Linked DNA regions of Gossypium hirsutum: regions 2 and 3 are each linked to region 1. The links are chromatin contacts, called in public Hi-C maps. All regions are on one chromosome and are shown on one strand. The core of a region is the stretch at or near the end of the contact, and the rest is flanking DNA. Distances in the headings are between cores, read along the strand shown. Region 1 holds the start of LOC107887344 (glutathione S-transferase DHAR3, chloroplastic). Region 2 holds the start of LOC121232120 (cytochrome P450 85A). Region 3 has its middle 3.9 kb from the start of LOC121232117.

Region 1 (4,032 bases), core at 560-3,059:
ATGGCCATCCACACCTTATGGTTAGGGTTTATATAGCACAGGGGGAAATTAAGGGCAAATTGGTTGCTTATCCAAAACAGCTTCCAACAGGGTTTCCATTGAGATTTTTGGGTATTTGAGGTCCCAAATTCTTCTTTTAGAAAGTTGGACATAATGGTACTATGGGGCATTAAATTTAACTTTTTTTAATATTTAACCATTAAAGCTTTTACCTTGAGAAGGAAAGACATTACTTGTTTTTTCCCCCCACTTTGGTCCCCTATGAAAGTTCAATGAATCTGTGGGGCTTATACACTACATTTAACTCTGCCTATGAAATTTATTGGTGGATATTTAAGTGCAATGCATGAAAGAGTGAAAAATCTTTTGTTTGAAACCCCCCCCCCCATAAAAAGAGCTCAACACTTATAATTGCACTACTTGTCTAACTTTACATAATTATGAATTTGGTATTAACTGACAATGATAAGTGTTATGCTCTCATTTTTGAATTTTTTTTTGAATATCTTAAAATAATAATGTTGGTTTTTTAGCTATTTCTAATAGAAAATTATCTAGTTACCAAGTTTCTAAACTCTTTAAGTAAATTGGAGGGTGTCATCTATTTCATAGCATATAATAAAAATATTAAAAAAAATAAATATATAAAAAATCGGGTCACTTGTTACATTTTCAACGCTACTTGTGGAGCTTAAAATCTCCTCATATTATACATAAAAATAATTTCCTTTTCTAGTGTCTAGCTAATACTTTTAAGATAATTATTTAGTAGATTGTCAGTAGACTTATAGCAAAATCTTAGTCTCCCTTGTGAAGTTCAAAAATCCTATTATCTATGTACTGAATAATTATCCATATTTTTTTATGTTTATAAATGCATATATAATTTTGTTTAATGTAAAAGATAGTATATATGTATATATAAAATAATCATTTACTTAAGATAAGCATTTATACACTTTAAAACAGGCAGTACAAAGATTTATTGATAGAGTGTTCACCTTTCTTTAAAAATATCCTAATTTTGATTAATCATTTCACCAAAAAAATTAATTTTAAAATATTTACTAAATTTAAATAAATATAAAAATTAGAATGCTTTACTTTTTAAAAAATAAATATAATAATATATATTTTGCCATTTAAGATATTTCTATACATTTAATTACAATATTTTGAAGCATCGAAATTTAGAGAATAATTTAAGATATAAGCTATAATTTGAGGATATTCAATGAAATAATTCATAAATAAAATGAAATGCAAATGACTAGAACTAAAGCTGTCCATGAACCGGACTGAGGCTTGAGCCTGGGACCAAAGTTTTTAGAACTGAACCGGTGATCGAATCAATTCCTCTAATTCGATTAAATAAGTTATCAAAAAAAAGTCTTCAAATGAAAATTTGATTCGGTTACTAGTTTAGCTGGCCCATACTAATTCCTGAACCAATTGTACTGATGTCTCTCTTCGAACCAATGTCTCGATCCAATTAGTCTGATCTTTTAAGTTCGGTTCTATTCATTAACCATGTCTAGAATCTCAAACGATCCAAATAACTAGTTTTACTATTAAAAAATAATAATTTTGTATTATTTAAACAGGAAAACAAATCAAATCGAAAAAGTCCGAAATTAAAAAAATCTAAACTCAAACCTAACCGAAAATAGGCTGAAATGACTGGGCCAGGCTAGCTGCCCGGCGCATCAACACCGAACAAACAAATATTGAAAAAAATGATAGGCTAGGAAAATGGGCCACATAGGCCTGTAATAGGCCCATATATAATTAGGCTTTTAAGACAGAATTGGTGTACACCTTTACGCTTTAAAAATTTTGCCACGTGTCAAAACACAAAAACAGTTAACAGTTTGAACCTCCTATCACAAACAGCCTCCCAAAAAAACATAAACGGAGATAACCAAAAAAAAAGAAAATCCGCACTTTCAAACACACACACACACACAAAAAAAAAAAAAAATGTCGACGGCAGTAGCATTGTCTTCCTCACTTAAACACAATTTAGCTTTGGGCATTCGATTCCCTCAGAACCCTTCCTTTTACCATCGAAATGGACCCAAAGTTTCAACTTTTAGAACCTTCACAGTTGCAATGGCGGCCATTAACACTACTCCTCTTGAAATCTGCGTTAAAGCTTCTGTTACCACTCCCAATAAGCTTGGCGACTGTAAAATCTCTTCCTTTCTTTCTATGATGTTGTTTCTTTGTTTGTTTACTGAGAAAATGTGAAACAAAACAAACAAAGAGAAAAGTTCAATTATATTGTTCTTTGTATGTTTTGAGAATTCACTAATCAACTATAATTCATAAGGATTGAAGCTTTCTGATTTTGTTTTCTAATAAAGCATGGGAAAGAAAATTAGGGTCCAAAAGAGGAAATTTTTATTCTTTAGAATTGGGAAATATGATATAATTTTGACTGTAAAATCCCTTTCTTTCTTTCTTTCTATGATGTTCTTGTTTGTTTACTGAAAAAATGTGAAACAAAGAAAGAAAGAAAAGTTCAGTTCTTTTTTTATTTATATGCTTTATATGTATTTAGTTTTAGCTTGATTGCAATTTTAAAATCCTGAGAATTCAATTAATCAAATTATATATAATTCATAAAGATTGAACATTTTTTATTGCTTTTCAAATTAAGAATGGGAAAGAAAATTAGGGTCGAAAGGAGGAAATTTTGATTTTTTAGAAAATTTGGGGTAAAAGTATCTTGGAGGCAGTCAGATTGTATTATGCCCTCTTAGGTAAAAAAAATTGGGGGTAAATTAGTCTTTCTATCAGTCATTTTTGTTGAAAATTTCAATAGAAATGCATGAAACCAGAAGGACAAGTATAAAATACAAAGATTAATTTGCCCCATTTTTTTAGTAGAGGTGGAATATTGCAATTCAACTCCTACTAAAAAGGATTTCATGGTATTTTTATCGAAATTTTGGGTTATGGTGGAATATTTATTTATTCATTTATTTGTGAAATGTGTGGTTCAGGCCCCTTTTGCCAAAGGGTATTGCTGACTATGGAAGAAAAGCATCTTCCTTATGAAATGAAGTTGGTAGATTTGTCAAACAAACCAGAATGGTAATATATATATATATGTATATCCATGGAACACTGTAGACAGTAATGTGCTATGTTCAATATTTTCGTTTTAACAATGGGTTGAATTCAGGTTCTTACGAATCAGCCCCGAAGGGAAGGTTCCGGTAGTGAAATTCGAAGACAAATGGGTTCCTGATTCTGATGTAATTGCTCAGTCATTGGAAGAAAAGTATCCCGATCCACCATTGGTAACTCCGCAGGAAAAAGCATTGGTGTATGTCTTAGTGATCATATTGATGTTTATAAACTGTTTTTGAGTGAATAAGTGATGTGTTGCACTGCTTGCTGTATAGTATTGTTATCTTGTACTTTTAATTTCGATGCTTTGAGTGATTGCAGCGCTTACAGTCATTTGTTTAGCTACATGTTCTGTTTAATGGTTGAGACATCGATATATCCTTGAAAATTCTATTTTTTGTGAGAACCATCTTATGATTCGATATATGGCATGACTATCTCATGATTGCTTGAAATTGTGTTGGTTTTTGAGCATCATTGATGACGTCATATCGAGCTTTCGGTTTTCTCTTGCAGTGGCTCGAAGATCTTCTCCACATTCATCGGTTTTCTTAAAAGCAAAGATCCTAGCGATGGAACAGAGCAAGCATTGCTTGACGAGTTAAGCTCATTCAATGATTATATCAAAGAAAACGTGAGGCCTCTATCTGGTTCGTTAAATGTGTTACGATTCGTTTACTTGCTGCATAATCGATTTATACTTTTTTCCTTTAAGGGTCCTTTTATCAACGGGGAGAAGATTTCTGCGGCGGACTTATCTGTAGCACCAAAGCTATACCATCTCGAGATTGCTTTAGGGCATTACAAGAAATGGTCTATTCCGGACACACTTCCCTACACGAAATCTTACATGAAGGTACATCGTTTATTATGCTTGAACCACATGAAAAAGTA
Region 2 (4,032 bases), core at 1,092-3,591, 240 kb before region 1:
TATATTTTATGTTTACTTGATACTATTTATTTTATAATCATGTGAAAAAATAATTTAAAAATTATTCAAAACATAAAATAAAAATAATAGAAGTTCATAATTTTTTAAAAAAAATAATATGAAATATATATGCATTGTCATGCGGACTACCTTATTTAAAAATTTAATATTTTATTAAAAAATAATATTTTAGTAATCAAATTTGACTCTTTTAAAAAATACAATATCGACAAAAAAACTATAAACATTGTGCCTTTTAATATTTAATATATATTTTGGGAATTAATTTTTAAGCAATTTTTTTAAAAAAAGAAAAAAGAAAAAGTCCATTATTTATATAAAAAAAATTGTTTAGAGACAATTTATTGGGGTTTTTTTTCTCTCTCCTAACAATATTTAATAATTAAATAATATGATTCGGAATTGATCACAAATATCCAAAGATGTCTACTGAAGGTAATGAAAAGATTGTTTGAATGATAATTAGTAAGGTCAGTTCATAGTAATAGTAAAATTAATTAAACTCTACCTAAGAAATGACTTTAATTCTCGGAAAAGAAATTCAGGGTTTTCTTGATTCCAATTTTACATCAAGACAAATGCTTAGTGTTTTCTTTCCTTGTATTTCAATAATTAAACACCTTGCTAAAAATTGAGAATTTAGCCCCCTCGGTTTTAATTTTTCATAATTTTATTTTACTGAAAATTGTCATTCAACAATTTATATACAATGAATTAACAAAAAATCAATAGTTAAAGTTGGTGTGTAACAAATTAAAGTAAATGGACTACTAAATAGATGAAATTCATAATTAAATCTTAAAATTTTAGATATATCTCTAAATTTTCAAAATTTATGAATAGTAATTAATTATAAAATTAAATAAATCAAATCAAATTTAAAATCTCAAAACTTAAATTTCTACCAGTAGTATTTTCAAAATTATAATTATAAATTTGTTAAAAGTACATCTCCTCCAAAGTACACTGCACAACGTATAATCAATCAAAAAGAAAGCAAAAGAATTCTACTTCTTCACGTAATCAATCTAAGTCTGTAAACTGTACTGTTTGCTCTTCTTTTTTCATTTTTAGTCTCTGTTGAAAACAAACCTGAGACACAAATATAAGTTGCAATAAAATAATAATAATAATTTAATTTCAAGCTTTTAAAATAAAATTTTCCTTTGGGTACTAAAAAAAATTCCATTTTATGGTTAAACATTAACATAAATGATAAAATAATCAAACAGTTATTTATAACGTGTAATGTGTATTTAAAAAAAAAACAAAACAACCCAACCCCTAATAAAGAAAACATCCATGGTACTTTTAGCCAAAGAGGGGCAGTCAAAAGCTTGAAACTAGTAGTTACAATGGAACCAAACCCCTTTCTCTATCTCTCTCTTCACTTATTCACATGGTAACCAGGAGCCTGTCTTTTAGTGGTCTTTTTTGTATATCCATGAACAGATCTTGTTGACAGACATGTGAAGCACTGTGCTTTGGAAGTAAGCTTATATATAATATATATTATATTATGTAATATAGAGAGAGATATATAATTTTTAGGTCCAATAGGGTGGTATGCATGTGCCTCTTACCCTCATCACACATTTCCAACCTTTACCTTTATTTTACTTTGACTGAATTAGTTGCATCTTTCATCTAGTTTTTATTCCAATTATATCCAGATAACTTCTTTGTAATTCCATACACACACACACACATATACATACATTATATGTATGTGAAGAAACAGACAAGAATTGGGTTCATTCTCCTAATGCAGTTCTTTCATTTAAAGTTAAATTATATTATATTTTATTTATTTTAAAAATTAAAAATTAATTTTTATATATTTTTTCAAAGAACAAATTAGTTTTTTCTATTAAATTTTTTATCTATTTATACTCTTAAAAAATGTAGATATAAATAGTGATACGTGAAATGTCACATGTACATTATATTAATGTGTAAATATTAATTTTTAATAATAGAAATAAATGAAAATTTTTAATTAAAAAATCGGTTTGCTCTTTCATTATTGAGATTAATTTACTTTTACTTCTACTGGTAGAAGACTGTAAAATCTTTACTATCAAACAAACATTCATGCCCCCGTATTCTTGAAGAATGAATTCTTTCTTAATCTGCATAGTCTGTTTCTTTCTTCTTCTTCTTCTTTTTTAAATGTTTAAAATAAATATATATAATTTCCTTGAAATTCTTTTTTTAAGGTGTAGGGTCCTTTCCTAATGAGCTGCATGGTTCAGCCTATATGTCTTTTATCTTGTCAATGGACTATACATAGAGAGAGGGGTGTGTGGGACTATGGGTTTTAACACTTTACACTCCTATATATATATGGGTGTGTGTGCACCCCTTTAGTATATGTAGACTAATGAGAGAACTCCCATAACCATTTTTGCAGAGCTTTTGGAGATCTTTAAAAGAAGAAAAAAAAAAACAATGGCTCTTTTCATGGTGGTTTTGGTACTGGTGTTCATTCTGGCCCTTTCTATATGCACTGCTTTGTTAAGATGGAATGAACTTAAGTTCAGTAAAAAAGGGTTGCCTCCTGGTACTATGGGTTGGCCAATCTTTGGTGAAACCACAGAGTTTCTCAAACAAGGTCCTAATTTCATGAAAAACCAAAGAGCAAGGTAAACTGCCCCCATACCCCGCTCTCATTTCAAATGTTCTCAAACATTCTGTAATTTTTTCATTTTGGTCCTTACAGGTATGGGAGTTTCTTCAAATCACATATACTAGGATGTCCTACAGCTGTTTCCATGGATCCAGAGCTTAATAGATATATACTAATGAATGAAGCTAAAGGTCTTGTTCCTGGTTATCCACAGTCCATGTTAGATATCTTGGGTAAATGTAACATTGCAGCTGTTCATGGTTCTACACATAAACAAATGAGAGGAGCTTTGCTTGCTCTCATTAGTCCTACTATGATTAAACAACAACTTTTGCCTAAAATAGATGAATTCATGAGAAATTTTGTGAGTGATTGGGATAATAAAATCATTGACATTCAAGAAAAGACCAAACAGGTTTGTTTCTTTTACAGCTTTGCATTAGTTCATAGGTGTTTTCCTCTGTTTTCCTAATATGTATTTTTGTGTATGTCTGTAGATGGCATTTTTATCATCACTTAAACAAATTGCAAGTGTTGAATCAACTTCAATAGCACGAGAATTCATGCATGAGTTCTTTAAATTAGTGTTGGGGACTTTATCGCTGCCTATCGATCTCCCCGGTACGAATTATCGACGAGGACTTAAGGTAAAAAATCCATCAGCATTTTGTTTTTCATTACATTCCATAGTCTCAAGTCGATTAAGTTGTTCATTTATCACCTTGCAGGCAAGGAAAATTATACTTACAATACTAAAGCAACTGATAGGAAAGAGAAGAGGCTGTCAAGAATCACACAAGGACATGCTTGCTTACTTGATGAGCAAAGATGATAATAATAGATACAAATTAAGTGATGCTGAGATCATTGATCAAATCATTACCATCTTGTATTCTGGTTACGAGACCGTGTCGACGACATCGATGATGGCCGTTAAGTACCTACATGATCATCCATCTATTCTTGAAGAACTAAGAGTAAGTAACAAAAAAAAAAATCATGTTCTTCATATCTTTGTAATGAAATTTTTTTGATCTATTGATGAACAAATTTACAGAAAGAACATATGGCAATTAGAGAAAAGAAAAGACCAGAGGACCCGATTGAATGGAATGATCTTAAGCCAATGAAGTTCACTAGAGCTGTAAGAAAAATTGTGGGTTTTTTTTTTTGAGACATTATTTTTATTAATGAGTAATTTATTTTGAACTAAATAGTGATTTTGTTTTTTTATGCAGGTGATTTTTGAGACTTCAAGATTAGCTACTATTGTTAATGGGGTTTTAAGGAAAACTACTGAAGAAATGGAACTAAATGGTAAGTGAGCATTTAAATATATATTATTAAAGTGTGGGATCCATATATTGAAAATAATTCTTTTT
Region 3 (4,032 bases), core at 571-3,070, 170 kb before region 1:
CAATCGATTACCAAATAAACGTCTCCCATTCATTCTCTTAACAGCTCGATGCGCTTCATTTAACAATCCAAATCTCACAAATCCAAACTTACGCCCTCTTTTGCTTCCTTTGTTGGGAATAAAAAACATCAACGATATCTCCCTACTTTGAGCAGGTATGTTTCAGCCATCTCCAATGGATTTTGATTGGGATATTATTAACAAACACTGTATAGGCAGAATTGTAAGCATTTCAGCTTTTTATATTATTACTTTAATACAACTCTTAAGCATAATTCAATTATTATTAGAATTATATAACAATTAAAATTTAAGTTTAATTGTATGAATAGCATTTAATAGATAGTATAATTTTAAAAAAAAATCACTTTTATTACACATTGATTTTACGATGTAAATTCATTTGAACAACCATTAATTTCTAAACAACATTGATCCTGAAATTCTCATGTAAAATTCGCACACAAAATTACAACAAATTGTGTAAAATGGGATCGAAAAATTATTTCACATGTACATGTAAAAAAATTAAAGTAAATGAAAGAGAAAGTACCCTACCCAATCTTTGAAAATGTCTAATAACCAAGCAAAAGATAAAATACATAAGCTACTGCTATTTTAACTACTGAAATTATATTAATTAATATAATAAAATAATAGGGTATTTTTCCCTTAAAACTTAGATTCTACCCATAATCCTACATAACTTAATAAATGAGTCGTAATGAGATTACACCATATATTACAGCATTTTGACACTATTCCGTAATGTGATATCACGGGATGGTTGAAATGATGACAATTCAAATACCATAATCTCATTCAGAATGTAACCTTATAGGCCATAATGTTACATTCAATGAACCAAATGCCCCCTTAAAGAAACAAATACATCAACTTATTTTTATATTAGATAAGAATAATCATTTGTGTATGTAATATGTAATGTAAAATGATCTTATATTGATAATGATGATAGTGGTTTGTAAAAATTAAATCAAATCAAATCAAAATGTCATGTATAAAATTACACAAAATTAAAATTTATATATATAATTACACATTATACCAAAATTTATTTCTTTCCATTAAATATATATTTATTTGATCATAAATAAAATGGGATTTTTAGAGTTTTAATTTCCTTTCATTAATTATATATTAATCTGTAAAAATTACATATTTTAAAATAAATTACATCATAGGAAAGCTCCTAAATATGCTGACGTTGAAAGATCACCATTGCACCTTGGCTCGAAGAAGCCGAGCCGAGCTGAGCCAAGCCGTCCTTGTTTGCCTTTTATACCAATCGAAACTTACCACTATGAAGTCTATATTTCTGAAATTACATAATTAAAAAAGTTATTTGCTAAATTATAATATTTCAAAATTCTGCAGAAATATAATATTAAAAATTTAAAACTAAATTATCAAAAACTTTTAAAATTATATTAACTTAATTTTCATTTTTAATGATGTAATATCATTTAATTTATTGGCAATGTGAACGGTGTAGAAAATTATATATTAATATTAAATTAAATTTTTATTGTTTTTTTATATACTTGTTTTCATATGAGTGTAGCATCATGATTTTTAATTTTTATTTTTTGATACAATGTTTAAAATTAACCATAATCCCTTCTTAACTTTTAAATAAGAGAATAATATATTTTAATGTACTCGACACTCGCATTCTCTTATATTAATAACTATGCCGATGCAAACTGACTTAATACTCATTGTTAATACCCAATATTTTACCGGCACAAACCCAGGTCCAACCAAATATAAATAGCTCGGAGTAGCCAAAACTACAAAACCCCACAAAGGGTTTCTAGCCCATACACATAATGGGGTTGGCCTCACAAGGGACCATCCCTCACAGAGCATATAAAGCATCCTCTCTAATATTTTTGAAAGACAATAAGTTTCTGTACTTTGAATTTGCAAAGAAAAGTTGGTGTATCCGAGCAATCTTAGGTAGGGAACATAAAACTTAGATTAATTTCCATTGCACATGTACATACACTTTTGGACTCAAGAATAACGTTATTGTTTCGGAGAGATACCTTCTTACAACTTTCTCCTCCTCATAAAATTGACATACACATTCAATAATTTGTTTTTGTAAATTGTTTCAACAACAATTTAATTGAAAAATATTTAGCTATTAGTTTAAGGAAAAACATCCACTATGAGAGCATGTACAACATTTATTAGGTATACTTCAAATTAACATTATGTTTTTGCTAAATCATTGTTATAATTTAAATGTTGTTAATTATGTTAACTTATTGTAATGTTGGATTTAATTAGCTGATATTTGAAGGTAAGTGTTCACTTAGACTCTCTTTACTCAATTAAGTGTAATCTAATCGAGCTGAATTTAAATTTAAAAGTTTGAAATAGAGTTCAAATTAAAATTTGAGGTTTTATGTTAAGTTTGTGTTAGACCAAACATCAAAATTTAAGTTTTAAATTTGGTTTAAGTTCTTTTTATATAATAAGGATGAAAATATAATTTTATAATATAAAAATTAATTAAAATGAAAAACTCAATCAAACTCAATCGATAGCATGTAAAAACTAATATCTTGTTTACAAAAACAATTAACAAATTTAAATATAATAATAGCTTTGATAAAATGCAAAAAGCCGTTTGAAGTAATTAAAAAAAGTATCATATTTTGAATCAATAAAATGTTTGGTTGAGAAAAAACAAACCTTTTCAAAGATGATCATGTTTTGAGTTATTTATTTTGGCATTTATAAATCTTAATTTGTAGATGCATATATTGAACAACATTTTTTTAAGCAAAAGAATTGTACCCATATAATTTTTACTATTTTGGTAGTGTTAGTAAAAGTTTAAGTTTAATTATAAGTATTTATGTAGATGTAGATTTTATTTTAAATTCAATTTTATTTGTTTAGTTTTATTTTGATTTAAGTCCGATTATCAATCCTTTTATATGTGCATGCAATGATTTGATTCTAATCATAATTTTACGAATGTGTTATTATAATGATTATTTCATTTGTGTCTAATTATAATTATATGAATTACTTGTAATTATAAATTGTATTTTTACCCTTCTTTTTTTTTACTTTTTATTTCTTATTTTTTTGAACTATATATAATATAATGCATGCATTATTAATTAAGCTTAAAAGATTGAATTTAACCTGCAGATGACTTTTTACTTGGTCAATTGTCAATCCCTCAACTTGCATCAAGTCCCTGATTTGCTTAGGAGTAGCCACTGCATGCCCAAAATGAAAAAAAAAAAGAAAATCAAAATTATTAGGACTGGTGGTGGAAATTTTAAATTTTATAATTGATGTTGAGATTTTGCAATGCGTCTTAAAATTATGTTGAATTTTTTTTAAAAAATAAATAATTAGGACATGTAACAAATTCTCGATTCTAGCTGTAAAGCTAAAATTTTCTACCTCCCGTGTTTTGAATAATTACACATAGTGGCAGAGTCAGAATTTTTTTTGGGCAGAATAAATTATATATTTTTACGATAATAAAATTATAATTTTATCATTTTAATAGTCTATATCTTTATAATTTTTAAAAAATTAAATCAAATTTTTATCATTTTTAAGAATAAATTATAATTTTACTATTACTAATTTATAAATTATAAAGAATCTAAATGAAAAGAAAATCATTTTAGGAAAAACGGACACCTACTAGCCCCTAACTCCTCCACTAATGACACAAATTGATATATCTCCAAAAAAAAAAAAGAAAAATATTCAAATCACTTAAAAAAAACAATGAAACCCATGCATCCATGCACAAACTGATCTATGTTAAAAAAAATATTTTTTTTTCAAAATAAATCATAATATTATAAGGATATTTATAGTAAAATTTAAACCTGCAATAGTAAACCAAAGGTTCATTTAATTATTATATAAATTTTTAATAAACATAAATTTTTTCACTTATATATATATTTGTGATGTTTTAAGTTCTGACCTTCAATGCCTCCAAGCATATTCAAAGCCTCCACA

Evidence for each region. Hi-C and Micro-C count contacts between places; a contact is called where the count stands out from the background.
Region 2: a contact with region 1 is called in a Hi-C map of leaf, with 3 times the contacts expected there. The contact joins the promoter of LOC121232120 here to the promoter of LOC107887344 in region 1. A contact is called at or near these places in 5 of 34 Hi-C or Micro-C datasets (hypocotyl and leaf).
Region 3: a Hi-C map of leaf shows a contact between it and region 1, with 2.8 times the contacts expected there. The contact joins the enhancer-like site here to the promoter of LOC107887344 in region 1. A contact is called at or near these places in 3 of 34 Hi-C or Micro-C datasets (all in leaf).

What each region holds. Positions count from the first base shown.
Region 1 is chrA07:12,054,688-12,058,719 of Gossypium_hirsutum_v2.1, reverse strand. LOC107887344 (glutathione S-transferase DHAR3, chloroplastic) reads left to right here and starts at 1,809. Exons shown (of 6, transcript XM_016811545.2): 1 at 1,809-2,188; 2 at 3,009-3,099; 3 at 3,191-3,334; 4 at 3,655-3,772; 5 at 3,854-3,994. The coding sequence starts at 1,981.
Region 2 is chrA07:12,297,239-12,301,270 of Gossypium_hirsutum_v2.1, reverse strand. It overlaps LOC121232120 (cytochrome P450 85A), which reads left to right and starts at 2,341. Exons shown (of 9, transcript XM_041117580.1): 1 at 2,341-2,666; 2 at 2,744-3,065; 3 at 3,148-3,297; 4 at 3,379-3,627; 5 at 3,708-3,794; 6 at 3,889-3,967. The coding sequence starts at 2,473.
Region 3 is chrA07:12,226,824-12,230,855 of Gossypium_hirsutum_v2.1, reverse strand. No RefSeq gene overlaps it. Among protein-coding and RNA genes, the nearest start is that of LOC121232117, 3.9 kb to the left of the region's middle. Within about 2 kb of position 1,820, at least 1 of the 9 cell types and tissues checked has an H3K27ac peak or open chromatin away from gene starts, as enhancers often do. A contact at or near this core is called in leaf, where this site is marked.